Linked DNA regions of Anser cygnoides: region 2 is linked to region 1. The links are chromatin contacts, called in public Hi-C maps. All regions are on one chromosome and are shown on one strand. Each heading gives the region's core, a stretch centred on a gene start, on an enhancer-like site or on the middle of the called end of the contact. The rest is flanking DNA. Distances are from core to core; before and after follow the strand shown.

What was found. Hi-C and Micro-C count contacts between places; a contact is called where the count stands out from the background.
Region 2: a contact with region 1 is called in a Hi-C map of liver, with 1.7 times the contacts expected there. The contact joins the promoter of TXNRD3 here to the enhancer-like site in region 1. A contact is called at or near these places in 2 of 7 Hi-C or Micro-C datasets (both in liver).

What each region holds. Positions count from the first base shown.
Region 1 is chr10:13,143,593-13,147,769 of Taihu_goose_T2T_genome, reverse strand. All of the region lies in intron 2 of LOC136791595 (a long non-coding RNA gene), which reads left to right. Among named protein-coding and RNA genes, the nearest start is that of CHST13, 20 kb to the right of the region's middle. Within about 2 kb of position 1,824, at least 1 of the 3 cell types and tissues checked has open chromatin away from gene starts, as enhancers often do. A contact at or near this core is called in liver, where this site is marked.
Region 2 is chr10:13,197,942-13,202,118 of Taihu_goose_T2T_genome, reverse strand. TXNRD3 (thioredoxin reductase 3) reads left to right here and starts at 1,942. Exons shown (of 16, transcript XM_013195356.3): 1 at 1,942-2,274. The coding sequence starts at 2,149.

The DNA.
Region 1 (4,177 bases), core at 575-3,074:
TGTTCACCACTGAGTGTCTGCTGGGATGAGCTGGTTCATAGACTTGGCTGGGTCAGGGTGAGTCTGTTCTCCCTTAGATGCCATTTTGTGAAAACCTGCTCCCAGAAATGTATTCACTAATTAATTACATTCTATATTTATTTTTGTGCTCTCTGCCAGACTGATTTCATAGTAGAAATACTGCAGCAAACTGTTTCGGAAAAGGATTGTTGTCAGCTTTTAATATCTTGCTTAGTATTTATTTTTGTACTTACTTTTCTAAGCAGAAAATAATATATGTAATATATATTACATATATATGTTGAGTAATATATGTCGCTGCCTTTCAGCTGTAATATTCAAAAATGTTTTCAAGAAACCAAAATAAAAAATACTATCATGCTTCAATGCAGGCACATTTACGTCTCTCAGGTCATTTGCCAAACTCAACCATCCTTTACATGCCATGTCCTTTGTACATATATCTGTACTGGAACTTGGGTTTCTAGAAGCCTGGTCGGTCTCTGTAAGTAGAGACTTGACTAATTATTTCATTTTTGTTTTCTTTCTCAATAAGAATTTAAACCCAGTTCCCTGCTGTCCTGTGTCCCTCCTAATCACAGCAAAGTAGTGTTGCCACTGTCATTGTAACGTTGCTGATAGCGGCAGCATTTTAAATGACAAAATCCCGAGCAATGCACAAAAGCAAAGCCCCTGCCCTCTGGAACGTTCTGTATTAACAGATAAATCTATGTTGGATATGTAATCAGCGAGATGGATTTTGCACAGCAGTCATTTCTGGCCTTTACAGAAAGGATCTGGCTTGTAGGCCTGGCTGAATAAAAGGCAAGGCGGGGTGGGGTTGCAGAGAGATGGGAGTAGACAAAATGGCAGGAATTGTGGGGCAGAGCATATGGACAAATGTAAGGAAAGATACCTTGTGTCTTTCATAGGGCAGAGACATAAAATCTGGATTTGCTGCTGAAGATGGGAGGAGGCGAGAAAAATGTGGCTGTGATTGTGGTTGAGCTGGTGTTTGGGCAGGGAGGGGAGGTGACTGCTTTTTGCAGGGTGGCTGCTCTGGGGTTGCTGGGGAAGTGGTCAAAAACAGTAACAGCCAAAGGACAGGCAAACATTTTAGCCACAAAATGTTGAAGGAAAATTAGGTACTTTTTAGAAATAGTGGTGGAGAAAATCAAAAGGAAGTGTATAATAGCAGCAGTGCAGCCATGCCAAAAGCACGAGTCAGAAATCTTGAGACTGCGCTGAGATTGTGAGCCAAGGTGACAGGATAAATGCTCTATTTTTCTTATGCAAGCTGCCAGAAATAGTAATTATGCTTAATTTATGGTTTTCATTTGAAGATATATTCCATAGTTCTCAAAGGGCACTCCTATATCCAAAAGCACATTCCAAATTCTCCTATCCCCTCCGGTGGAAATAGTTGTCCTCTTCTGTAGCTTATGAAAACATGTTTGGGCTCCTCTAATATCTGTCTTTGGTACACAAGTTTAGCAAATGCACATTACTACGTTGGTTGTTTTCCCGTGAGGTGAGCTGTGATTGCAACACAAAGGATGAATGCCTTACATTGATAAGACAGATTTTCTGCAAGTCATCGTGAGGTAACGGGAAGTGTCTGTATCAGCGATCCTCGCTCGAGTTTTTGTGGTATTCAGTTGGGTTTTTTACAGCCTTGGACTAAAGTTCACAGGGAAGATGAATTTAAATGACTTTAGCTTTGTTAGATCTGCCATGATTTGCCAGTCACTCTGCCAAAATTTTCCACTTACAGTTCTGCGTAGCCTAAATTTAATTGACTAAAGGTGAGACGCATTATTACTGCTCTGTCATTGCAGCCACTCTTCATATGTTTCACTAGCTCGAATGAGCAGTTGCTAGGGTTGTTTCTGACCCAGTTTCTGATGATGTAAACCAGCAATGAATTCACATAAAAGAAAACAGATGTAGCTGGTGAGAAAGCAGAACTGGGCTCAGTGCTGCTCCAGTAGCTCTTGTTTACAAGTGAGTGGGGGAGTGAAGCCTATTGTTGAAAAATAAATAAATTTCAAATATGCAGGAGCAGAGGTACATCACGTAAACTGTTCAGCTGATATAGCAGCATAATTCATATTTTGATTTCACTGGCTCTATTAAGATAAAACTGGAAGAAAGATAAATCTGGCTTTTACAGCTTAGTTTCATTATAATACCTAATCATTTCACCAGAAGCAAAGGTCTAAAGATCAAAATGGACAGAGATGTATTTAACATAGCAAGCTGCAAAAAATGGTAATATTAGTTTGGTGTATTTGAAAGATTATAATTCCAGTAGTCTCATTTTAGTAAATTCATGTAAATTACTTTATGATGTCTGGATTTATCTGTGCATTGATTTATCAAGTATGTCTCGTTTACGAAATTCCCCATACTGATAACAAACAATTATTACTTCAGGTAATTGATTTAAAACATGGTGTAGAGCAATGTCAGCTGATATGGTGCCAAGAGTTACAGTACACATTAATACAGACCAGAAGTTTACGTGCCTTATTCTTGCTGCACCAGATCAATATCTGGAGTAAGACAATGGCATCCACCAGGATTGTAACAGGAACTCATCTGGAATACAAGCACGCAGCACACTGCAGGCAGGACTGGGTTTTTTATTCATATGGTTTATCTCAACAGCTGACTTTGAGAGAACGGAAGGCACTATGATCTTAGCAGGAGTGTGCAGGGAGAAGTTGAGACTGTGATCCTGCCTCTGTTAGAATTGGTTGCAATGTGAAAGATTGGGTCTCTCTAATCTGGGACAAACTCAAAACTTCCTGGGAGCCTTCCTGTGAAATGCTAGTATGAGCTTGAAATGGGGAGTCTTGTAAGCATAGCCATTGGCAGTCTTTCTAGGCAGTATGATGGGAGGAAGTAAGAGGGACCAAGACGTCTTAAAATAAAGCCCTGATCAGCTCAGAAATGTTCGCCTTCCTGTCAACATCAGCAGTCAAACGACTTTGGAGCCCTTAAAACAATTGCTTGGCCTGGAGACAGGAGCTGTGAATGTTGTTGTTAACCTAGCTAAGGAAAAATGAAGTGAAGTCACTGGAGAAAGGTGAGAACAAACATGGTACTTGTTAGCAGACAAGGGAATAATTGTCCTCTGCCCTCACCAAGGTAGTGATTTACTGCTGAGGAAGAGAGACAGTCATGGTATGACAGGCATGTTGCTTTTCCAAATCAGATATTCAATATATATACATATATTATTAAATGAATCACTAGAAGTAAAGTATCAAATTAAGGTTTGGAGTTTTCTTCCTTAATTACTTAATTCCTTCCTTAGTTGCTTCAATAGCTTTTACCTGACTGAGATCAGTGAAAAGCTTAGTTGCTTTTATGGGATTGTTTCAACAAGGATCATGAAAAGTCTCTAATTTTCTCTCAGAATTTGGGCTTCTTTGCATAGTGCATGCCTCATATCTTCCTACTGGGTTGTTTCTTCTAGTTGCAATATATCCATTTCACAGAGATGATCCACGTTAGGTTTTGCTGATTAGTATTTTCAAAATTCAGATCAAATTCTGAAGGCAAGGCTCATACTTGTCTTTGGGCAGAATTTATATCTTGGGCCTCTGACCTCGGTGTTCTCAGAAGGACAAAACAATTCTCAAACACTTCCTGTAATAAAAATTTCCAGGTCAGTTTAGCTTTCTTGGCCTTTAAAAATGTGTTTTCTACTATATTTGGTGCTAATGATTAGTTGTTTTTTCATAAGAGTGTTCGCGGAAGGCAAAGTTTAGCTACTAAGCATGCCAATGTGTTCACAGGGAACTTTGTGCAAGAGATGTTTATGGGTAGCTGTTCTGCTATTGATTGAGTAAATTATGGCGATTGCTCTAAATAGCTTCCTCTTTTCACCTCTGATCAGCCAGCGATGGAGCAGAAAAAGCTGGGTGAGAGAGAGGTCACCAGCCTAACATCAAGAACCAGAAACCTTAAAACAAAACAAGTCCCTCTGAAGACTTTTCCCAAGACATAAATCTACTTAATGCAGCTTTTGTGTCTAATTTCAAATAGCCAATGGGAAGAAATTTGATTCATAAGAAATTAATAGGTTGTGGGTTTGTTTTTTTTGTTTGTTTGTTTTTTATGTATTCATGTGGTAAAAATAATATTTGGGAAGATTTTTGTGTGTGAA
Region 2 (4,177 bases), core at 693-3,192, 54 kb before region 1:
CGTTCCGTTCCACTCTACTCTACTCTACTCTACTCTACTCTACTCTAGACTCTCTCCTGTGTGTTTTACCTCAATGTCTTACCATGGCACACCACCCAGTTGTGTTCCAAGGTGACATTGTCCCTCTTACCCATTCCTGATCTAAGTCAACATTGATAACAATAACCAACAGCAGAAAGAGCACAGAAAGGAAAAACTCAAGTGACATTATTTGCTTTGGACATTCATTCCTCACAGAAACTGACACATATCCACCACTGTTGAGAGTCAACAACAACAACAAAAAAAGTATTTTGAATATTTTTATTTTTTTTTTCTGTTCTGTGACCTTTCTAAAGCTGGTGGATCCCAAGTTCAGGACAAAAACACACTAGCCTTCAGATGGTGACACAAAATCTTGAGCTTGTGATAATAATTACTAGAAGAATACAAAGCGTAGCGATCTTTCTCACCTACCAGAAAGAGTCTGAGGAGGGAGAACAATTAGCCAAAACAAGGAAAAAAAGAAGCTTTGGTTGGACTATGAACCAAGGACAGCGGATAGTTCTGGACCCTGCATGTTATGTCAAAATTCAGCAGCTGCAGTACTGTATCCACTTTCCTACATGCTGGTACTGAAATAAGAGGCTGCAAAACTTGGATTTATTTTTCTCTGTGGGGAGCGTGGAAACACTTAGTCTAGAACTCTTTCATTGTCAACATTAAAATACATGTAATATACAATTTTTCAAGCTCACTGGGCAGCGAACACCACTGATATATGTGATCAAAAAGGAATTAAGTTGACTCAGTTGCCTTCCACCAGGCCCATTTTCATCACTGGTGGCAGTACAACTTTTATATGTGATTATTTTTAGCATTACTAAATAGCAGTAAGGCTGCTCTGTGGCAGGCGTGGGAGGGAGCACTGGACTTTATTGCCGGCTTTGTTAGAAACTCCCCACTGAACTGAGTAAATCACTTTTGTCTCTGTGCTTTCATCTCCCCACCAGTTGAAAACGATTCCTGTCACTCAGAAGCTTGCAGGGTTTGTTCTAGTAACATCAGGGAAGTTCTCCGATGTTAAACCAGGGTAACCTCTTATGACTGTTCACGGAAAGCTATTGCTGCAATTGCTGAACAAGGGAATGCTCTGCAGGAAGATAAGCAGGTTCTTGAAACCTTGACACGCTGCCTAGCGTTCCCCAGCCAAAAATCCACCAGAGCAAGGGAATAACCTGACAGGGTGCCTCCTGCTCTATGCCCTGAGTCAGGCTCTTTGTGCCGCTCAGGTCAGCACCGCGTCCCCTCCATCCTACAGTCCTGAGAATTACTGCTTCTTGGGAAGAGAATAATCAACCTAATCAGTGATGCATGTAATGATAAGCAGGACACATGATAACGCTTCAGCATCCCTTTCCTTTAACCCAGCATTACTTGAGGGATTTTCTTCTGGCTACCTCAGCCGACCTGTCCTCAAGCCAGAATCCATTTTATTTATTAATAAACAAAATTATGTATTCCACTCGGGGACACGAGGCGATCCCCTCCACCTCAGGCCGCGACGACCCTGTGATGCCCAAGGCGCCCTGAAGCAGCCCTGAGGCGTCCCAAAATGCCGGCGGCCCCCCCCTTCCCGCCGAGGGAGGGCTCAGCGGGCACAGCCCCGCCCCTCACCGGGCACAGCCCCTCTGCGCATGCGCCCTCTCGTCACCCTCCTCTTGGGTCATTCCACAGCTCTCGGCAGGGGGGCAAGGCTTCAAAATGCACGTTTATCTCTCTCTACACCACCTCTACATAAACAGCAACGCTTCCTTCTCTAGATACAAAAAATTCTAGATTGCATCAGGACGGCTTGCGTCGCTGGACGCCCTCATTATCTTTTTACCCCCCCCCGTGGAGGCGGGTGGGTCGGCCCGGCCCGTCGCCTTCCCTGCTCCGGAAGGGGCAGGGCTGTGAGGGGAGGGGGCCGGAGCGGGTGTTGGGTGCGCGCGCGGGGCGGCTGCTGGCTAGGAGGGGCGCGCGCGGGCGGCTTCATTTCTGCGCCGCTGCCCTGCCCTGCCCGCGCCTCGCCTCAGCGCCTCACCGCCTTAACTCAGCGCCTCAGCACAGCCCAGCACAGCCCGGCACGGCTCAGTACGGCACGGTACGGCTCAGCACAGCCCGGCCATGCCGCCACCGCCGGGCCAGACCCAGCTCCCGGACTGGGACGGCTTAAAGCTGCGCGTGCGGACCCTCATCGCCTCCCACCGCGTGATGGTATTCAGCAAGAGCTACTGCCCCTACTGCAACCAGGTGAGGCGGCGGCCCCCGAGCCCCTCAGCCTCTCCTTCAGGCCCGGCGGCCCAGGCCCGGGTTTCTGAGGGCTGAGCGCGGTCGCTGTGGGGATGCTGCTTCGTGTCAGGGCTCCCTCCGGGCTTGCGCTGTGCTGTTGGGGTGCTGTGCCCACCTTAACGCCAGGTGGGAGCACGTTTTGTGGGGGTTGAGGTGAGGTGAGCTCTGAGCTGGGGTTCTGGATGTTTTTTCTTTTGCCACGTGAGCGAAGGGCAGCGGAGTGCGTGGGATGTGCGACACAGCCTGTGCCTTCCTCCGCTGTGGGACCAGCCGCTTCAAGGTCAGGGCGCTGGCAGGGCTGCTTTCCTGCCAAAAGTGTGAGCGCCTCGTTTGCGTTCAACTTGGCTGAACCTGCACCCTCAGATAACAGAAAGTTAAACTTTCTGGTTTTGAAATCTAAGGGAGGAGGTTGACTATAGGCAACTTCAATCAGAAGTTCAAAATTCTAGCCATGAAGCAAATTCTAGCCAAAAGAAGTTACTACTGATGAGTTGTGGTGATTCTAGGGAACAGAGATCTTCCCTAGCCCTGTTATGTGTGAATCACACAGGTTAGCTGTAACTGGTGAGCAAGAGTCATTAAAGAAATGCAGGATCTTCATTAGAATTCAGTGATACCAGCAGGCTGTAGTCATAGCCCTCACCGATCTGGGTGTTCCTAGGCAGTGTGGTTCCTGGATGGTTACAAACAGCGTGCTATGGAATGTTATTTAAACCTAATAACACCATGTTTTATGTGGCCATGGTGGAAAAAACAGAAGTGGTGCTGTGGGATTGAGTTCTGATATGCTTCAGTGGAGCTGACAACTCGGGAGGGTTCTCAGAAGCTGCACTCCTGTGCTTAGCTAGGCTTAGTTACAGCCCCTCTTGTGAGGGAGGAGGTGTTGGGGCCCTGCTATAGGAAACCTGAGTGAATATATTCTGTCTCGCTTGCAACTTAATTGATGCTTTAAGAAAGGAAACTTCTGTGTATAAGAGGACAGGACAAACCAATCAATGCTGTCTTCTCTTGAGGAGACTCGTTTGTTGATGGCTTCAGTGCTGTCCTTTGAGGAACAGTTAAAGTCATTCCTGTCTGTATTCTGTGTGCTTGTAGTGATCGTGATTGGCCAACTGTTGACAAGCATGGCACTTGGTCCAGTGGTTTTTGAGGCATGGTCACTTTTTAAAGCTTGCAACCTGTTCATTCATCTCTTTTTGGCATTGTGGTGGGACTAGACTAACACAAGGAGCTTAAGGTAAAAACAGACTTGATTGTAGTCCAGTAATTAAATTCCAGATTAATGTTCTCTTCTTTGTTCAGACTTTCTTCACTAGGCAGGATTACTTCCTTCAAGGAAACATTCAGACCCGAGGAATGTCATCTTTATTGTCATGGAACAGAGAAGAACAAGTATGGAGTATGGGGGCCCTCTCTCATAGCCCTTTCTAGGAGGGAGAGTTAAAAGACCTACTATGAATCTTTGAGGAAGAGGTGATAAATTGGGAGGGAGTAGGAGGTGACGGAGAGAAGAACTGAATTCTCTTGTAGGCAGGTTTCCTTGGTTTACTTTCCTTTTGGGAACAGGAGGAAAAGGTAATACAATGAAGAAAGCCAGTAGAAATATTACAGAGAGACGATTAGAAGAAAGCTTGAGAGAGAGGCCTCAGGAAAGACATCAAGTGGTAAAACAAAGAAATATCTCCAACAGTATGGGTTTTAACACTCCCTCCCTATGAAGACTTAGAAAATAATGAAAGGAATGAGAGAACAATGGATAATGCAGTTCTTACTAGCTGATTTAGTCTGCAGAATTAATGAAGTGGATATAATTTGAAAGAGAAGTTACAGATTGGGTACTTAGCCTATAATCACATAGTTTTGA